Linked DNA regions of Mus musculus: region 2 is linked to region 1. A link is a contact called in public Hi-C data. All regions are on one chromosome and are shown on one strand. Each heading gives the region's core, a stretch centred on a gene start, on an enhancer-like site or on the middle of the called end of the contact. The rest is flanking DNA. Distances are from core to core; before and after follow the strand shown. Region 1 has its middle 88 kb from the start of Nfkbiz. Region 2 overlaps Gm45968 (a long non-coding RNA gene).

Region 1 (4,670 bases), core at 1,344-3,843:
CTGCAGGACTAGGTCTATCCTCACCCACTGAGGCCAGACAAGGCTGCCCAGTTAGGGGAACAGGATCACAGTTAGAAGAAAGGTCACAGGAACGCCAGTGGTAAAGAAGAAGACCTACATTCTACAAGAAATCTGTGTTAGACAGGCAACAGAGTCAGGAACAGCCCCTGCTCCAGTTGTTGGGGACCCGCATGAAGGCCAAGCTGCACATGTGATGTACATGCCTTGGGGGAGCTAGTTCCAGCTCATGTATGCTCTTTGGTTGGTTCAGTCTCTGGCAGCCCCCAAGGGTTCAGGTTAGTTGACTCTGTTGGTCTTCCTGTGGAGTCCCTATCACCTCCGGGCCCCTTAATCCTTCCCAACTCTTCCACAAGACTCCCTGAGCTCCATCTCATGACTGGTCTGGGTTTCTGCAGAGTGTGTTTTAAATGGATTTGATTTTTCTATTAGTCCATTTCCCTAGTTTGATATTTACATCTCGTAAGCGGTTCCAGTGATTAGAGATTACATATCCATCTTTGCCAGGGCGAAGTCAACTTGATTAGTTGAAGCTATGACTCATTGTTCTTTATGACATTCACCAACTGCTGTGTGGGTTTCATTCCAGTGAGAGAAGACCCCATGTCAGCTCCTTCTTAGGTTTTGTCACTTTTTAATTTTTCCTGGGACATAGATGGCCAGCAATCTTATGAGACCCTTAGAAGCAGGAAGCGGAGCGATTAGAGCAGCAGGCACAGAAAGTGTCATCATGGAACTAAAGTAACTATTTTTGGCGTGTGGGGTTTTGGTTGCCTCAGTCTTTCCTTTGCTCCAGTTATTTCTTATAGAATATCGGTCTTGTTCTTTTACCACTGGCCTTCCTGTGACCTTTCTTCTGTCCCCACCCTTCCTGTTCTATTGCTGATTTGTGTTATATTTCCATGATATCTTGCAGGTCTGCCAAAAGAGAGTATCACACAGTCATTGATCTAAACCAGCAATTCTCAACCGTGGGCCTCGACTCCTTCAGGGGTTGACCGACTGTTTCCCTGGGGTCACATATCAGATATCCTGCATATCAGACATTTAGATGATGATTCATAACAGTAGCAAATTTACAGTTATGAAGTGGCAACCTCATAATTTTTGGAAAATAGTTTTATGGTTGGGAGTCACCATAATATGAGGGACTGTATTAAAGGGTCACAGCGTTAGGAAGGTTGAGAACCACTGCTTTTGCACATTAGAATGGAGTGAGGCCATACTAACATTTTTATTTTAGATTTCTGAACTTTGAAGGCAGTCTAGGCAACATAGTGAAACCTTGTCAGTATAAGTTAAAATAAATAAATAAACAAACAAACAAATAAATAGATAAATAAACGGTTCTAAGTAGGAATAAATAAGAGTATTCTTTAAAAATGCATAGCACAGTATATGCTGGGTGCTTAACAAATGATTTCTCCTGCTACTCTGCCATGATTTCTGCTGCAGTGAAATTAAGCTGATTATCTTTGAGGTCCTTCCAGCTTCAACATTCTGAAGTCCCTTTTGGGCGACTCCTTTTTCTCATTTTATCTGTCTGTCTCTCTTATTCTTTTCCTCTTTTGTCCAGTGCATGCTCCTAACCCCTTCTAGATCTTTTATCCTCACCCTTTTCCCCCCAAAATGGTTATTTTATTTATTTACATTTCAAATGTTATCCCCCCTTCCGGGTTTTCCCCTTCGGAAACCCCCTATCCCCTCCCCCTCCCCCTACTTCTATGAGGGTGCTCCCCCACCCACCCACCCACCCACTCCTGCCTCACTGCTCTAGCATTTCCCTGCGCTGGGGCATCAGGCCTTCTTAGGACCAAGGGCCTTCCCTCTCTTTGATGTCCGATAAGGACATCCTCTGCTACATATGCTGGAGCCGTGGGCCCTCTTTGGTTGGTGATTTAATCCCTGGGAGCTCTGGAAGGTCTGGTTGGTTTTATCCTCACTTTTATTTTTTAGGCTCTACGGCTTAGAGGGCGACACTCTCCCTGGTTGGCCCAGGAGCTGACCCCATTTGTGACCTTCGTTCCGATCCGTTCTCTCAGCAATGTTTCCTTCCTTTCTCACAGGGCGATGAGTCAAGATCACTTGACTTAGAAAGTTAACTCTCCTCCGTCATCACATGATCCACCAAGAACTGTGTATGATTTTTAATTGCTTTTGGGGTTGGTCTCCCTTGCAGGATCGAGGGCAGTCACTGGGAATGACTTTGTTATAGTGGCTGCTACTCCAAAGCCTCGTGCACGTTCAGGTTCATCCACCTCTGACATCGCATGACCCGCAATGTACCATCTAATGCTTTAATTGCTTTTTTGGGGTTTGTCTTCCTGGCAAGATAGAGTGCAATTACAGGGATTTCTTTTTACCCTGCAGTCACTTGGAAATGTGCGCTGGATCTCTGAATGTGCTGAAATGTTAATTCTCTGCAGAGCAGGTGTTTGTCAATAGTACATTGTGCAGCTCTTCGTGACAATGTTTTGAAATGAGCCAGACAGTGACTCTGCCCTTGCTTGTCTTCCTTCATTTGTAGTCCTTAGCTCAGAGACCTTTACTTTAGCTCCAGATCAGTGACTCATTTCTTCCTCTTGCCTCACCCATAGCTCTGACAACTGGAGTTATCCAGTTATCCGAACCCCAGTGAGTACGGTGCTGACCTGCTTGTCACTGTGAGCACTTGCTTTGGGCATGTGTGTGTGTGTGTGTGTGTGTGTGTGTGTGTGTGTCCCTGATTAATACCCCTCCTTCTGCCCAGGCTCCCGGAGGTTTCTCTACACTGTCTGATCAGATGTACTTTATCTGCCATCTTGTCTTTATTTCTGAGGCCAAATCCTCTGGCGGTTGCCTCATCCTGTGTTTGTATAAGAGAAATGAAGCAGATAATGAAGGTGGTGATGGGTTTAATTTAGTAAAAGGGTCATTTTGTTCCTGTTGGATGCTAAAACCTATTTGTTCGGCTTGCGAACTTACAAAGCATAAGTAATACTGTCTGCAGAGTGTTCTGTAGAGACCATGAAGGTGCCCTGCCTGAAAACGTACTGTAAGCAGGCTTCACAGCTGTAAAGCCTGTACTCGCCTGCCAGGTACTGTTTACCAGGGCTTCTCCAAGTAGTGACCGGGAGGGGCAGTAGAGCCAGGTGGCTTCCTCTAGATAGGGATGCACTTTAATGGCTACTCCTTATTCATCCACAGAAATCCTGGGTCAGAAGTTAGAGCTAAACTTCAGCCAGACTCCGGATCCTTTTCTGTCCTTTCTCCAGTGTCCAGCTGGCATCCTGATCTGAGGGTCTCCCTCTTATGCCAGCTGCCTTATCCTTAATCCTTTATAGCCATCTCTCCCAAGAAGCTTCCAGTTGACCAACTTCCTCATGGAAGAGCTCACACAAGGTCCCAGTACAGCATTGTAGGTAAGACAAGTACACAAGGAATATAGACTTGTTTCCAAACAGGCATGCAACTTTAAACTTAAAAAGTGTCTATTTAGTATTTTCTATTGGATGCTCTTTCCATGAAGCAAGCAAGTATCACCTTCAACATAATTCTTCGCCTAGTTATCTGAACACAGTGATGAATAGCAGTGCTTAAGGGAATAACAAAATACTAGTTCTAAAGTGGGAGTGACAGAAATTTATTGGAGGTTTTCTCTGTACCAGGCTTAAGTACTTCGTGAGTATTTTTCTTAGTCCTCATAGCATCTCTGTGGAGAAGGTACTGCTGTCATTTTACATTTTCAAGTAAAAGGAGAAGTTAAAAAAAAATTACTCAAGGTTGCCCTGGGGCCAGTGAGCAGGCACACAAAGCTTTGAGTTCATGGGATTATGCTGTTCTTGTGTTTCATTGAAAGGTGATTTTGGAATTAGGGTAGACTGTAGTCATCCTGAGAAGTTTCAAGTTTGAAGAACGTTCCAGCTCATGGGCTGGAGATTCTATAGGCTAGGTCAGATCACAGCCCATCAGAGCTCACGAGTTTTAAGCGTTCAAAATGTCATTTTATTTTATGGTAATGGGTATGTGCTTGAGTGTATGTATGTGCACCGCAGACCTGCATGAGCCTGCAGATGTCGAAAGAGACCATCAGATCCTTTCAAATTGGAGTCACATGCATTTGTGTGCCACCATGTAGGTTCTAGAAACTAAAGTCAGGTCCTCTGCAAGAACACGAGGCGTTTCGAACTGCTGAGCCATCTCCCCAGCCCCGAGTTTTAAGCATTTTACAGAGCATTGCAAGACATTTCTGAAAAAGAAAGCTGATAGCTTTAAGATAAGCTCTCTTATTAGCGCCTGTGGTCTAAGGTTATAGAGCAAAAAACCAACACAGAAAGAAACTAGGCACAAAAAGTCATAGATCCTATTACTGCATTTGTTTAAAGCACTCAGAGTAGGTGATCCCATAGGAAAAGGAGGCCCTGCAGTTCTTAGTGCCTGGCTTACTGAAGATTGTGCTGTCAGTGCTAATAAGAGGTTCATTACTTGGGTGACTAACAATGTTCTGAAATTAAGTAGGAGTAATGGTGCCTTTATATTGAAAATATGCATTGTGTGGACACTTTTAAAAGGGTTTATAGTATGGTAATCATATATCAATAAAATCGTAGTTGAGAATTAAAAATAGGTTTATAGCTTAATAGCCTTCCAGGTTTTTCATTAAAGACTCAAAA
Region 2 (4,670 bases), core at 998-3,497, 180 kb after region 1:
GGATAGAAGTTTTATTAGTTTTATATAATAATCTCAGTGAATTTTATTGGTTTCTAATGATTACTTTTTATTTAACAACATTGATATATGGAACTTTTTATAATGATGAAAATGGTCTGTTTTCTGAACTATTCACTATCATAAACAGTAGAGGGTGTGTGTGTGTGTGTGTGTGTGTGTGTGTGTGTGTGTAATGAGTGGTGAAAATAAGCCTGGTACAACTCAATAATGGTTTTAAAATAAAAATAAATCATATAATTTTGAATAATGAGGTGTCAATAGTGGCTGCTATATTGGGCAATGAAGATTTACAGTATATGACAACACTTTTTCTTTATTATTCTTTTTTTATCTTATTCTTTTCTTATATATTACATCTTGACCACAGTTTCCCCTGCCTTCTTTCCTTCTAGTCCCTCCCCACATTCTTCCCTCTCCCCAAGATTCACTCCTTCATTTCCCTTCGGAAAAGAGCAGGCCTCTCTGGGATATCACCCAGTCACAACACAAGTTATAAGACTAGACACAAGCTCTCATATTAAGACTGTACAAGGCAACCCAGTGGAAAAGGTTCCCAAAAGCAGGCAAAAGAGTCAGAGAGAGCCCTGCTCCCACTGTTAGGAGTCCCACTAGAACACCAAGCTACACAACCATAACATACATGCAGAGGACCTAGGTCAGACCTATATAGGTTAGTTCATTCTCTGTGAGCTCTTATGTGCCCTGGTTAGTTGATTCTGTGGACCGTGTTCTTGTGGTGTGACAATTTTAAAGAATAAGATTACTCATGTAGTCTAGTGGGAGTTCAATATTAGTTTAAGAGACTTACCATTCCCAGATGCCCAGGGTTGCTCTCCTAATAACAGCTCAGTCTGGGTTTGTTGTTGTTGTTTGTTTCTGTTTTTTAATGGAAAGTTTTTAATCTCCAGACTTCTCTACAATTTCATCCTTTATAATCTGTGATCCATGGATGACAGTAATTTCTTGTAAGCAGTTTATATCAAGTTATTTTCATACCCCGGGATAATCGAAACTGGTGACATAATTTTTTTCTTTTCAAAGCAAACTGGTTTCATTTTCTCTAACAATGTTTATCTGAATCTTATATTGTGAACATTCTTTTCCTTGATGGAAAAAATATAAAGCAAAATGAATGCTAGACAATTTTGTACTGCATATTTCATCCTTGGCATTATGGCCATCTTTCTTAGAGCCCGATCTTTGCCTACTTTTTCTTCCTGAAGCTGATGTTGCTAGCTGCATTTTCTGTTGCTAATAGCAACCTTTGTTTGGAGCTGCTTCGGCTTCTCTGTAAGCATTTGAATTGCCAGCCTGGGCACTGGTACTCCCGAGTGTTTACCTAGAATCACTGGCTTTTTTTTCCTCTCCAGTATTTTGTGCAATTTGAAAAGTTGAATTCAATAGGAACATGCGTGGCCGTGTGTCTTCTTTCACAATGGCTCCTTTTGCAGCTCTGGGAAACATCACATCTGAGTACGTTTTCATTGACTTCAAACTTACCACGAGTGGTGGCTGACCCCTAAGAGCCAGGTCTAGAGCCGGGGCTGAGAATTCTCAGATGAATTAAATACCACTTTTGCCATTAAAGGATTTACACACTATCAAGAGAATGGGTCTCATGACTTATGTTCCAAAAGCCATGTGCAGAGGAATATACGGAGGGAGAGTGCTAATTATCCTTGCAGACCCTGACGGACAGAGTAGGAGTAGGAATTCTCTGGAACAACCAGGGAAGTCTGTTAAAAACAGAAAATATGGAGTTTGCATTGCAGAGAAAGGTGCTAATGTGGTAGAATGACTTGGTGGGACAGAGGTCAGGAGAAGATCTGCTCTGGAATTCATGAGAGTTCCGGAAGCTGAGGCAGGAATCTGGCTGTTTAGAGACGTGAGATGCGATAAGGCTGGCGCTAAGGAGTGGCTCAGTATCAGTAAGGTATCTTGCATGCTACCCTAAGGAATTTTGATGTAGTCTAAGTAAAACAAGGTGGAAGGTTCTGGAAGAGAGGAGGTAAAGGACTGGAATCCTTCTTTAAGAAAATGATCTGTTTCAGACATGTTAGACCCCAGAAGGCTCCTGCAGGAGAAACGATTCATCAAGTGGATGAACAGGAGCCAGGGTGCTGCAGAGAAGCAGAGCCCACATTTCAGACCGATAAGACTGTATAACTGACGGCTGTGGGGTAGGAAGGGGCCGGAAGGTGACTCACCGGAAGTTGAGTCACTGCCCTCAGATGGTGTGCTGCTTCCATAGCTGTCCACTGTTCCCCCTTGAGTCACCTTCCCTTTAGGGTCTCTGGGTGTGAGATCACGTCTGCCTCTCTCTGCAGACATTTTTCCAATGGCTGGTGTGAGCTAATTGTAGTCAGTATTTTATTCTTCCTGTCCTAGCAGTTCCAAGATGTGATTATCATGCCCAAAACTTCATTTTGAGACCATTCTAAATGTACGGAAGGGTTTAAAAAGTAGTGCATTAATTTCCTCTCTATCCTTGATTCAACTCCCTCAACCCCGATAGCACCTAACAATGCAAGAATGATAAAAGTTAATATGTTTACCTTAAAATTGAAACACTACTAATTATTTCATTTATTTGAATTTCAGTAGCTTTTCTGAATTTGTCTATAGGCTGATGAATGATACTTTTTGTGAATATATATATATATATATATATATATATATATATATATATGCTTATTTCCTGGTATAACTGTGGATTTTTAATATATTCTTAACTGAAAATATTTTTCCTTGAAATATATTCTGATCACAGCTTCCCCTGCACATCTTTTTTCCAGATCTTCCTCACTTCACGTACTTCAAAATCCATGCCTTCTCTTTATCTCTCTCTCTCTCTCTCTTTCTCTCTCTCTCTCTTTCTCTGTGTGTCTCTGTCTCTCTCTATCTCTCTTTCTCTCTAGAAGACAAATGGACAAAGGGGAAAAGAATAATACGAAATAAACAAAAAGAAAGAAAAGACACAAGAAACATACATACACACACACACACACACACACACACACACACACACACACACACACACACACACATAAAACCCACAAACCCCATGAGACCAGAAACAATAATATACAAACAAAAGACCAGTAAGGTAGACAAAAACAAAAGCCCAAATAAAGCAGTAAGAGAAAATAAAATGAGTTTAGTTTATGATGGCCATCTACAGCTGAGCATGGGGCTTGCCTTTAAGTGTGGGTTGAGCAACACGCAGCAAATACTCCCTTGGAGAAAGTAACTTTTCCTTTGTGAGCAGCTGTCAGTTGGAGATTGGTTCTTGTTTGGGGATGAAAGCTTATGGTCACATTCACCTCTCAGTACTGAGACCCCATCTTGTTTGGGCATATGCAGGCCCTGTGTGTGTATGTGTGTTGCTACAGGTCTCTCTGAGTTCCTAAGTGCACCAGTCCCGCTGTATCTGGTTTTCTTAGGGTCATCTATTCCCTCTGGCCTCTTTCACACAATTTCCTGAGCCCTGAGGGGAGGGATTTGATGAAACATCCTGTTTAGTACTGAACGTTCCGAGCTCTCTCACACTGTGCACATGGCCTGCCTGTGAGCCTCTGCATGTGTTCCCATCTACTGCATGAGGACGCTTTGCTGGTGATGGCTGAGCAGAACACTGTGATTTATGAGCACAGCAGGATGTTATTAACAGCCATTTTATTGCTACTATTGTCATTATGTTCCTTTAGCAGAACAATAGAATGTGGTTTTCTTCAGGGTCCCTGACCTATCTGGTCTCAGGTTCTTGGCCACCTGAGCGGTGTCAGGAATGGGTTCCATCTTATGGAGTGTCTCTTAAATCCAACCAGAGATTGGGTGGTTGCTCCCCGCATTGTGTGTGCCAGTATTTCACAGATTCGTATAGATTAGGGTACCAAGAGAGTCTTGTAATATTTGGTCTTTGATTCCAGTTGCTGACAGATAACCCCTCAGACTTTTTATTGAAACATAGTTTTGGTGTGTTTCATACATGAGTCTGATGAATTCTGATTAATGTAACCCCATCCTCTCTCATCTCTGTCACTCTTATTAACGCTCTCCTCTTTCCCACATCCATGTATTTTTCTGTTTTAGTTTGAGGCCCACTGAGATTATTGATCTGTGTGACCATGAGTGGAGCCTTGTGCTTTCATGGATGGATATGCAGCCATAGATGATGAAGATGATGCCTGCCTTTGCCCTAGTAATCTAGCAGTGGGTCAGTAGGGAGGAGTCTTGCCTCCTGAGCTTCAGTGGCTGACTGTTGACATGCCCAGTTGTTTGCAGGCCCATTGCCTTCCCATCCCTGCTTAAACTTCCTGCTCCGACTATTCTCTCTGTTTTCATGTCACTTATGCTTGCTATCCCCTGCCTTATGACAGTCCCCAATCCAGTGGCCCTTCTCTGGTTTCCTGGCTTCTACAGGTACTCAAAGTTAAACACACACACACACACACACACACACACACACACACACACACCTTAAAGGTGTGAAAGTAAGACCCATGTACAAGAGCATGAAGTCATTCTAAGACTGTTATAGATTCCTTAGTGTTTGGAACATATGACTTACACATCCCTTGGGAAAAGTTCCTTGGGATTTCCTTGGTGACAGACACACTTTTTGTTCTAATGAGGTGTTTCTTGGTGTG

The links. Hi-C and Micro-C count contacts between places; a contact is called where the count stands out from the background.
Region 2: a contact with region 1 is called in a Hi-C map of the N1E-115 cell line, with 4 times the contacts expected there. The contact joins two enhancer-like sites. A contact is called at or near these places in 1 of 15 datasets of contacts at CTCF or cohesin (CD8 T cells), 6 of 484 Hi-C or Micro-C datasets (3T3-L1-derived adipocytes, the N1E-115 cell line, adipose-derived mesenchymal stem cells and 3 more) and 8 of 115 datasets of contacts at active chromatin or transcription factors (the 230-238 cell line, bone marrow-derived macrophages, a colorectal cancer cell line and 5 more).

What each region holds. Positions count from the first base shown.
Region 1 is chr16:55,731,889-55,736,558 of GRCm38.p6, reverse strand. No RefSeq gene overlaps it. Among named protein-coding and RNA genes, the nearest start is that of Nfkbiz, 88 kb to the left of the region's middle. Within about 2 kb of position 2,593, at least 75 of the 459 cell types and tissues checked have an H3K27ac peak or open chromatin away from gene starts, as enhancers often do. A contact at or near this core is called in the N1E-115 cell line, bone marrow-derived macrophages, a colorectal cancer cell line and 3 more, where this site is marked.
Region 2 is chr16:55,552,953-55,557,622 of GRCm38.p6, reverse strand. All of the region lies in intron 1 of Gm45968 (a long non-coding RNA gene), which reads left to right. Among named protein-coding and RNA genes, the nearest start is that of Gm45968, 27 kb to the left of the region's middle. Within about 2 kb of position 2,247, at least 143 of the 459 cell types and tissues checked have an H3K27ac peak or open chromatin away from gene starts, as enhancers often do. A contact at or near this core is called in the N1E-115 cell line, bone marrow-derived macrophages, a colorectal cancer cell line and 3 more, where this site is marked.